Regions from separate parts of the Mus musculus genome. Here region 1 is linked to region 2. A link is a contact called in public promoter capture Hi-C data. All regions are on one chromosome and are shown on one strand. Each heading gives the region's core, a stretch centred on a gene start, on an enhancer-like site or on the middle of the called end of the contact. The rest is flanking DNA. Distances are from core to core; before and after follow the strand shown.

Region 1 (5,047 bases), core at 543-3,042, 430 kb after region 2:
TGTAATGTCAGTGCCAGGGACGCAGAGGCAGAGGCAGAGGCAGAGGCAGAGGCAGGTGGATCTCTGTGAGTTCAAGGCCAGGCTGGTCTACAGAGTGAATCCAGGACTGCCAAGGCTTTAACAGAGAAACTCTGTCTTAAAAAAAAAAGCTTTCATTTTATTTATTACTATTTTTAATTGGACATCAGATCACATGGCACTGAAGTTACAGTTTTCTGAGCTGCCTGGGTGCTGGGACTTGAACTTGAGTCTCTTACAAGGGCAGAAAATGATCTTAATTTCTTAGTCATCTATTCAGCCTCCAAAGTTGTTTCTTTACAGCCAGCCCTCCAGGAGGGCTAATTCACTGTATGAAATAAACATGTACATTGTATTGAAGTGTCCCTGGTTTGTCTCCTAGACCTTTTCAAAATCGTCAGATCCTCAGGTAAATTTGGATAAATGGAGTTCTTCCTTTTGCCGCCCCATGAGCATGAATATTCTAAGGTATTTTATGTTTTAAATATTGCATACCATGTCAACCCTCACCAAATAAAGTAAATTGTCCCACATTAGGACAATGAGTCTCATTTGAAAATGCCTAAGTAATTAGTTCTCTAAATGCACTTTACAGATTGGCCATGGGTAGATCATTTTGGGAACTCTGGCTAAGATAAGCTGTACGCCCATTCTATTGCTGATGATGCTATGTAGATGACACACAGAGGCAGGCATCTCCATGTTTCCTAGGAAACCCCAGAAGCAGCACTGCCCGGCAGCCCACCGGCAAGCATCATCCTTCTTTCTCCAACTGTGAAGGGACTGCAGGAGTTTTCTGACAGACTTTCATGGGGACTAAGGGGACAAAAGGAAGCCCATGTGTTGAGAAGAAAATCTCCAGGAACATTCGCTCACATGGAGAAAGTCAGCAGCCAGAACACAGACCTCTCAGGGTTTCAAATCTCCAGACAGATAGCTGCCAGAGGCGTATCATCAGTGAGCAAGAGGCAGATCTCTTGAGGACAGATCACTGTGGAGTGGGAGGGAATTTTACCCTAGGAAAACAAGCCATAGAGAGGCAATGGGAAATTCTGACTCCCAGGGAAGAGGGAAGAGGAAACTTCCTGTTGCCCTTCCCAGTGACTATGCTGTCCTCTCTGGGTGTTATATTTTCTCTTTACTGTGTCAGAACACCCAACTCAAGCAACTTAAAGAGGAAGGAATTTATTTTGTCTCATGACCTCAGTGGGCTTAACTATTCAAGCAGTAAGGGGCAGTGGGGAGACTTGTAGCTTGGTTTATTTCTATCTTGGCAAATCAGGAAACAAAGATGGGACTGAAAGCAAGAAATGACCTCTAACTTTCAAAACTCGACCTTACTTGCCCATATTTGCCTCATACGCCCTAGGCTGTAGCATTTCGACAACTACCCAGGACAATGGCACCTGCTGGGAACAGGTCAAACGCTCGAGCCTGCAAGGTGTACTTCACCTTCAAATCATAACACATCCCAAGCTCAGCATCTCGGATGGTGGGAAGTGGGATGTGGCTTCCAGCTCACAAGGTTCTCACAGTTCTTTGACTGATGGAAAAGTACAAGGAATAATCCAGGCTGAGCCAGAGATTTTGATGAAATTGATTAATAAATGACTCCTTTCCTGTATGGAGGCTAAACTAGTAGGATATGCCAAGGTCTGCTGGGGACATTTCAAAGATGAGTCAACCCAAGAGAGTAAGACTAACACACTGTGCAGGAAGCAAGAAGGAAAGCAGAGGGGGCATAACCAGGTCATTGTTTGAGAATCTGCAAGCAGCCAGCATGCCATGAATCCTCAGGACTTTTCAGTTACAAATCTGGTAAATTCCCTTCTGTGTAAGCTGGTTTGAATCAGTTTCTATCACTTACAACTAAAAACCAAACCAAAACTCAACTCTGACTCATAACTGAGGAACGGAGGAAGTCATGCCAACGTATAGTATGCACTACTTTTGCCTGAGCACACCAAGACTCTTTAATGTGATATCTGTGTTGGTCTAAGCTCCTCATGCTTCCTCAAGGACTTCCCCACAAGCTCAACGTATCTGGTTAGACAAACAGAACTTTACTCCTGGTAGTAATGATCACACAAACTTGTCTACCCTAGAGAACTCTTGAAGCATGCCTTTCAAAGTCACATTCTTCCGTTTAGTAATCAGGCTAAAAATAACCTGCCTACAACGTCTGGCTGATGATTGAACACATTGCCCCAGAAACCCTTGTACCAATTATCTGCAGCACAGTCTAAGCTGGACTGCCAATATTTGGACCTTGCAGAAAGACACCCGTGGAGAATTCAGCTTACACTTCCTACTCTTTGCCACCCATTGATTGTCTCTATATGTAACCCATCCAGCAACTCTATTCCTTAGTATCTCAATAAACTTATGGTCTTACAGTGGTGACATCATATACCTTATAGAAAAGTTTAACTGGAAGCTGTGCAAAACCAAGTTTGTCCACTCTTTTCCTTTTACATAAACCCAGGACACAAGAGGTTCCAAGCTAATCCACTTGCAACTCTTAAAAGGGACTCCCAGTGTGGGCTGTACTCACAGACAATCGTTTGTCTCGAGTTTGCCATCCACAGGGCTTCTACGTCTCCTGGCATCTCATGTTTTGGTGTCTCAAATTCATTCATGAGAAAACTGAAACTCAAAGCTATTAAGCAAAATTATTAAGATTTTTGCCTGAATAAATGGGGAGTCAGTGCCAGATTCCAATTCATTTCCTCTACTATCCACAGGCCACCGTTGTTAATGCCTACTGTATTTCTACTCTTTGTGTGTGGGCGTGTATGCACATATGTTTGTGTGCATGTGTACATGTATGTACATATGTATGGAGAGGCCAGAGGACAAGATCAGATGTCAACTTTTTTCAGCCATCCACCTTTCTCACCAGCCTGGAATTTGTAAAGTTGAGTGGACTGATTAGCTAGCAAGCCCAGGGTCCATCTGTTTCCAACTTCCCGGTACTGGGATTACAAGCACACACTACCAGACTGAGCTTGAGTTACGAGTACCCTAAGGATCAAATGTAGATCCTTATGCTTGCAAGACAAGCCCTTCACCAAACTGAGCCATTCCCCAGCCCTTCTTAGGCTCCCAGAGAGTTCTGATACTTCTGGGCTATCTGTGTTCCTTTCTCTAGCTTGATAGTATTAATAAGTTTATGAATAATTGTTTAAGCACAAACTCAGCATACAGATGAAACAGTCCTGTTTCCCTAATACTTGACCAGTACCAGACATTGTGCTAGGCCATGGCAGTACAGCAGAAGGCCACAGGGACAGAGTCTCTAGTCCCAAACTCAGAAGCAGGGACAAGGAAGCCTGTGGTGTCCCAGGAGAAATTAGAGTGTGGCAAGTCAAGTGAGGGGAATTTGGCACAATTGTCCGTGCACTGGAACCTTAGCTATCTCACCAGGAGAAGGAAAGTTGGGCTTATTGTCAGCGTGTTCTTCAGCTGCCCTGGAGTTTTTTTGAATTGTCTTCCCGAGTTCTTTAAAAAAAACAAAACAAAACAAAACAAAAACATTGGGAATGTTGTGTTTTGTTTTATTTTGTTTTGTTTTTTAAGATTACAATATTAAATCATTTCCCCATTCCAGTTCTTCCCTCTGACACTCTCACTCCTTTTCAAACGTATGGCCTATTTTTCATTACTTCTTAGATACACATATGTATACATATTCCTAAATGCATATGCATAGTCGGTTCAGTCTATACAATGCTACTTGTATTTATGTTTTCAGGACTGACCATTGGAATTGGATAGTCAATTGGTATGCTTGTCCCTAGGGAATATTCTTTCTCCGATTCTCTGAATTCCTTGAGTACCTGTAGTTCTTGGCGTAGTGTTGAGGACTCCTGAGCTATCCCTCCCACCTCCACCTTCATACACGCTAACATGTTTAATAGTTGTTGTCCGTGTTTAGCTCCTGTGAGGCAGTCGTGTTAATGAGACTTGATGGTGTAGCTTCTGACATTCCTGGGAGACACGAACTCACAGCAGACTTGCTATTCTTCTGGTTCTTAACCACTCTTTCTAACCTCTCTTTCAAAATGATTCCTGAGCCTTAGGTGCAGGAATTGCTTTGTTGGTGGATCCACTGGGATTGGGCTTCATAACTTCAAATTTTTATTGATTGTTGTTTTCTGTAATGGTTTCTATCTGTTTCAAGAAGAAGCTTCCTTGATGGAGGGTGACGACTACACTGATCTGTGTTTATAAGGACAAAAATCAACTCTGTCCAAGAGACTCCCAAAACATGACAGACTTACTATTGCCCTTGCTCTTGCTTGGTCCCTAAAGGTAGAAGGTAAGTCCCTGTCTTAGTTACTTTCCTAGTGCTATGACAAAACACCATAACCAAAACACCATAAAAGAAAGCATTCAGTTTGGGGGCTCAGAGATCCAAAGCTTAGAGCCCATGGCCATCGTGGTAGGGAGGCATGGCAACAGGCAGACAGGCGTGGGGCTGGAACAGTTACTGAGAGTTTACTTATTTTCCACAAGAAGGAAGCAAAGAGGGCTAACTGAGAATGGCATGGACCTTTGCAACCTCGAAATCCATCCCCAGCCACACACCTCCTCCAATAAAGCCACACTTCCTCAAACTTCTCACACAGTTCCAGCACTGTGACCAAGAACTCAGATCCATGAGCCTACGGAGCCACATTCCACCACCTGACCCACATATGTCATGGCCACATCATAATGCAAAAATACATTTAGTCCAACTTCAAAAGTCCCAATAGTTTTTCACAGTCTCAACAGAGTGTAAAAGTTCAAAGTCTCTTCTGAGACTTCAAGACTCTTAATTGTAACCACCTGTAAAAAGCAAAAAGCAAATTACATACTTCCAACCTATAATGACACAAACTATACGTTACCATTTCATAAAGGAGGAAAGAGGGAATGGTGAGGAAATACTGGTCCAAAGCAAGAGTGGAGTCCAGCAGGAAAAACTCTAAATCCTGTAGCTCTGTGTTGGATGCTGAAGACTTGGATGTGTCTTTTCTTACAG
Region 2 (5,635 bases), core at 1,329-3,828:
ATTAATCATTTTAAAAATGTTACTTCAATGAGAAACTATGAAGTCATAATAACAATTTGGGATAAGTTCATTTGCTTAATGAACCGAGCATCTATTGTGTACATGCCATGTGATAGGAATTATATGACACACGGGAGACACAGTGATAACAAAATTGACATAGTCCTTGACCTCAGGGGGCATAGAGACCAGTTATGGGAATTAATATTGCTCAAGTGATGACAAAAGTAAATATTGCATATGAGTATTCACTGAGTTGAATTCTAAGAAACAAATAGCTGGAGTGATTCAAAGAGGGCTCCCTGAAGTCTTCCACTCAGCCACACCAGGCAAGCTTGAAGGTCATAAAAATGAGACTGAATTATATTTGGCACATTATGGGAAATCTTAGAGGAGACTTAATTTGGGACAAGGAATCGTCTAATTTTTGTTTTGAAAATTCTACTTTGACTATGGAGCCAAGTACCAGATATGAATACAGGGTCACTGGAAATGAAATAAACCACAAAGAAACCCACCATACTTGTGTTGGCAAGAGCTACTGTGGTGGCAGTGGCTTGGATGAATACATAGAACAGAGGTTTTTTTTTTTTTTTTTTTTTTTTTTTTTTTTGTTTTGTTTTTCGAGACAGGGTTTCTCTGTATAGCCCTGGCTGTCCTGGAACTCACTCTGTAGACCAGGCTGGCCTCGAACTCAGAGATTCGCCTGCCTCTGCCTCCTGAGTGCTGGGATTAAAGGCGTGCGCCACCATGCCCGGCTAGAACAGAGGCTCTTAACATGTAGGTTGTGATCCTTTTGTGGGTCGACTGACCCTTTCACATATATCATACATTTACATTATGATTCACAGCAGTAGCAAAATTATAGTTTTGAAGTAGCAACCAAAATGATTTTATGGTTGGGGTCATCACAACATGAGGAACTGTATGAAAGGGTCACAGCATTAGGAAGGTTGTGAACCACTGGGATAGAAGGTTTGGGTGGAGAAAGTTGGTAGGTTAAGATTGTACCTTTTTGAAAAAAAATAAAAATGATAGTACCTTATGGGTTAGCTGTAGCATGAAGGGAAGAGGGCAAAAGATGACAATCAGATTTCTGGTTTGGGCAGCTGAACAGATGGTGATAATATTCGTTTCCATTTTAAAGATGGTACCCACTGGCAGGAAAAATACCACTGGGAGTCAAGGGTGTTTTTATTTGTAGGAAATAAGTCTGACAGAAAGCATATTAATAGTAGGTGGTAACATTTGCTTGGCTAGAGTTTAAAAACAATCTAGTTTTTTAATGCTCATCAAATAAACATGGGTGAAATTAGTGCAAATACATCCTTAGGAATAGTCAGTTCAGTGTGCAAACTGTAAACAAGCTATACCTCAATGTGAAGCGGGCAAAGAGACTTCATGAGAGTTAATAATCTGCCAGGGTCATCAGAAGACAGGGTCTAAACGTTGGTAATGATCTATAGAGTCAGAATTAGAAAAGCTTCAACGTTCTCACATTCACTATGTGCCAGACACTGCCCTAAGAGGTTATCATCCTTAAAGCTTGTATAGTTCAGCTATCCCAACCTCCCAATACACTTTGATAATAGAGATAGGTGCTGTTACTGGAGATAAGTCGTGCTATCTGTAAAACAGTGCAACCACAAAGCCTTGAGTTGTGTTTCACACACGCTGCTCCAATACAAGTAAGATATACTTCTACTGGGAACAATGACAGTGCAGTGAAAAAACAAAAGTAATCAAGAATTTTGCTGTCAATGACTCATGCGAGGTTTGGCACTAACGTCATTGCCAATGAGCCAGTGATGAACAAACTAAGTTCTAAATACTATGCCTTCAATATATAGATTAGCTGCCCCCCTTCATCTCCATGCGCATTTACTTTGGATGGGATTTGAATAGAAGTGGTGAAAGAAAAAAAAGTGCTACTTTAGCATGATTCACCACACATGTTAGTTGTCTGGGATTATTAAGATCTCAAAGTGATTTGGAAATCCTCACGAAATCTCATCTGACAGCAAAACACTCTTCATTCAATGTTTTCTAAATTACCATTGAAGAAAATCAGCTGTTGGTAAAAATACTCAAATCTACCAGGCTCACTAATGGGTCTAGTGTGACTTTGTAAAGGAGCTGTCACTGTGATAATCAAATAAACACAGGTTCCAGCTCTTACATTCCGAGGAAAAATTCTGTCTGATCATTTCACCTTTTCCAGGGCAAAAAATGACATTTACATCAACCTGCGTCACCAACACACGGTATTTATACTTAGTATGTCATCTTAGTATGTCATCTAGTACTTGTTATTTATTGGCTACGTATCTCAAAGTTCTTGCTCCTGGGAACATTTAATTCCTTACATTTGCAGCCGAAATAGCCTCCTAGTTTGCCAGGAATGCTGACTTTTTTTTTTCTCTTGGGAAATGACTCAACATAGCTAGGAGACTGATTCTTCCTTGCCCCAACCCCCACCCCAAATTTAAGCAAGCCTCCAAACAGCATTATCATTGCTTGATACTTAGAAACACCAAGGTCAGCCAGTCGGAATGCCTGAGATTTCAAGCTTTTGTTTCTGTGAGGCCATTCAAAGGGCATGCTAGAAGCTGGGCTGTGGTTAGAAGTGCTGACGCTTTGCACTCACTAACGTCTAAAAATGTGAAATTCCTGCATTTCAACTCAGCTGGTGGGAAGGAAACTCAAGATGAAGGCAGTGTGCTCTTAGTTTCTCCCCAAAGGCTTAAGCTCTCTGGAGAAGTAGCTCTAGACGTGAGGATGGATGTGGTCTGGTGGCCCTGGTCTTGAAGGATCCTGGCATTTGTCTTTTCACTTATGCTAAGGGTCATGTTTCCTTAGCCATCAAGAAGTCTGCAAACAACCCTGGTGTATATGTCTGATGGAGAAGGACTCAATAGCGAAGGGAATGAGTTCTCTGGGCTGTGGCACTGCTGAGGATATGGACATCTCTATGATGACGAAGTTCTGTATGGGCTTAGCAAGTGCATCACAAAGAACTCGGAAGGAAGAAGAGGGGAATACGGAGGTAAGAAGAGGAGGGGGGCAGGTGTGCTCATGGAATATGGCTAGTAGGAAGCATCTTGGTGGGACTTGAAGCTTCTAGCTCTGGAAGAATGTAGGCCAGGACTGGTCGAACTGTACCAGATGTCTGAAAGATGTGCGTTGGTGGGTGGTCTAAGATGACAGCCCTTGTCTAGTGTCTGCCTAGATGATGTGTAGTCTCGACAGATGAGGTTGTGTCTATGTGAAATGTGTAGTGAGGGATCCTGATCAACTAGCATACACGTCTAAGCCCAGGATTGATTACTTGCAGGTAGAAAATAACAAGGATTGAAAGTCCAAGAGAATGTCATGTACTGGGGCCTATTAGCAAAAAAGAGAGATTCTTCTAAATGACTCTGGCAGTCAGATGGCTAACATCATACTGAGGTAGATGGATGGAGCTCTATTTAGACACTGTATTTATTACTTCTCAAAGTCTTTCTCTTCTGATTCTACAGAATTTGCAAATGATACCTAAATCATTAATTTCAAGCAAGAAGCTTTTCTGGATTCTTCTTTCATTTTGCCTTTAACAAAATAAAGTTAAATGTCACCCGTAAAGTATGCCATCAGAGAGGATGCAAGGCCATTTGCAAGGCTCAGGCCTGTCTTTGCCAATACAGAGAGACATGAAATGAACAGGGCAAAAGTGTCACAACACTGGGGAAGGCAAAAGGCCCATGAAAAACAATGTAAAGACAAGGCTATAGAATTGGGGTTCCAGTTTAAAATACTGATGAATGGTAGGCCTAGAGAACTATGTGGATGATGGAAAAAGACAGTAGATGTAGCTCCAGTTAGCATATATTTATTTATTTCTCTGTACACTATAGCTAGTCAAAACATATTTATGAAACAAACACACATAAGCTACAGCCATCATAGAATAGCATCATAAACTACATACTATATAAAGAAAGAGCCCCTCAGAATCTCTCAGTTCTAGTGCTGAACTAATCTGACATAAGTGAAGATTCAAAAGAGGTTACCCAAAGAGGAACTTTGACCATAATTACTAACCACTAGATTAGGCATCTCCACTAGATTAGGCATCTCTTAATTAATTGTTAATATGAACCAGGCACTGGACTAAAATACATTAGCATTTCTCCTTTAATCCCAAAGAAACAGTGGCTTACGTATTATTAGGGGCCCTTTACATAAAGGAAGGAGCTGAGGGCCTAAGAGTGACATTACTTACCCAGGGCCACAAAACTGCGAAGCAGTAGAGTTAGGTTTTAAGTACAACTCCATGATCAGCATGTTAATCCTTAGACTAGATAAAGAGCTGGGTAAGCTGGGTAATATTCAGTCTACCTCCCTATGAGAATACCTAGAAGCAAGGGTCACAGAGAAATGCCTTCAAGACTCTTTCAGAGTCCTCATATCATTCATCCTTCTAACAGGAAGAGTGGCTAGGCAGTGCTAATAGTTCTGATATCAATGCTTTTTTACAGCCTCTTCCACACTTTGGAAAGGGAAGGCATTGTAAAGAATAGATACAATCATATAAATAAAAGCCCACATTGCCCCTTAGCTGAAAATGTACTCTGCTTCTCTCTTTGTCATTTTTGAGGTATATTAACCCTTAGGTGCCTGCCTAATGCCCTGCAGTGAATTATCATTTCTGTTGACTGATGAATGGCTCTTGGCACAGTTATGAATGGAAGGCTGCAGGCTATAAGTTATAGGTCAATTTCTCAAATAATTGAATTGTGAGCCATCACAAAGATTATCCAGTCCACCTATTAACTTCAGGCTCAAGGCTTGAGAAGACACTAGATGACACGGTTAAGGTCACGCAGAAAGAAAGGCACACATATAGTTTTGATCACCATAAGAGGAAACCATTTGGTGCCAGTCACACTGGAGGTTCTAAGGATTCTGCATGCTGTCCAGACCCATGGCTAACCAGGCATCCACTCTTGGCTTTACCAGTTGGACATGTCATCTACAGCTAGCCTAATGGGCAGAAAAGAGTGAATTCAAGCAGATATTATGCTCTTATGACTTTGAGGGACTTCCAGTAAGAGAGAGCCCATGAAGCCAGTAAAGAGAGTCCAAGAGGCAGCTGTTCATGGAAGGTAAAAAAAGGAACAGCTGTTTGTAAGTGATTCACTTTGCTCCAACATGCTGCTGGGGGTTTAAATCATAACTGCTATCTTAACACTGAGCTGTTGGGGAACACATAACTTCTCTTGGCTTAGATTTGTTCTCTGTTAAGATGAGACAATCGGAGCAATGCAGTTATGTGGCAACTAAAGGAAATATGCATACAAAACTTCATATTTTGGGCCAACAACATAAAAAATAACATGGAGATTCTATCAGCACAATGGTTTTCTATCCAATGGAATCTTCTAGTATATCTTCAAATAGGCCAACAAAGAGGTAGCTTTGTTTTGTTTTGTTTTGTTTTTTTCGAGACAGGGTTTCTCTGTATAGCCCTGGCTGTCCTGGAACTCACTCTGTAGACCAGGCTGGCCTCGAACTCAGAAATTTGCCTGCCTCTGCCTCCCAAGAGAGGTAGCATTTTTTAAAGATAATATTTGTCAACTTAGGGACCCTACAA

What was found. Promoter capture Hi-C pulls out the DNA fragments that hold promoters and counts their contacts.
Region 1: a promoter capture Hi-C map of the 3T3-L1 cell line shows a contact between it and region 2, with 2.3 times the contacts expected there. The contact joins two enhancer-like sites. A contact is called at or near these places in 9 of 39 promoter capture datasets (the 3T3-L1 cell line, 3T3-L1-derived adipocytes, the C10 cell line and 4 more), 1 of 115 datasets of contacts at active chromatin or transcription factors (embryonic fibroblasts) and 2 of 9 other capture datasets (adipose tissue and liver).

What each region holds. Positions count from the first base shown.
Region 1 is chr6:93,255,584-93,260,630 of GRCm38.p6, forward strand. No RefSeq gene overlaps it. Among named protein-coding and RNA genes, the nearest start is that of Gm46968, 57 kb to the right of the region's middle. Within about 2 kb of position 1,793, at least 57 of the 459 cell types and tissues checked have an H3K27ac peak or open chromatin away from gene starts, as enhancers often do. A contact at or near this core is called in adipose tissue, where this site is marked.
Region 2 is chr6:92,825,058-92,830,692 of GRCm38.p6, forward strand. All of the region lies in intron 28 of Adamts9 (a disintegrin-like and metallopeptidase (reprolysin type) with thrombospondin type 1 motif, 9), which reads right to left. A730049H05Rik (RIKEN cDNA A730049H05 gene) reads left to right here. Exons shown (of 5, transcript NR_169152.1): 2 at 2,860-3,046. Among named protein-coding and RNA genes, the nearest start is that of A730049H05Rik, 11 kb to the left of the region's middle. Within about 2 kb of position 2,579, at least 38 of the 459 cell types and tissues checked have an H3K27ac peak or open chromatin away from gene starts, as enhancers often do. A contact at or near this core is called in adipose tissue, where this site is marked.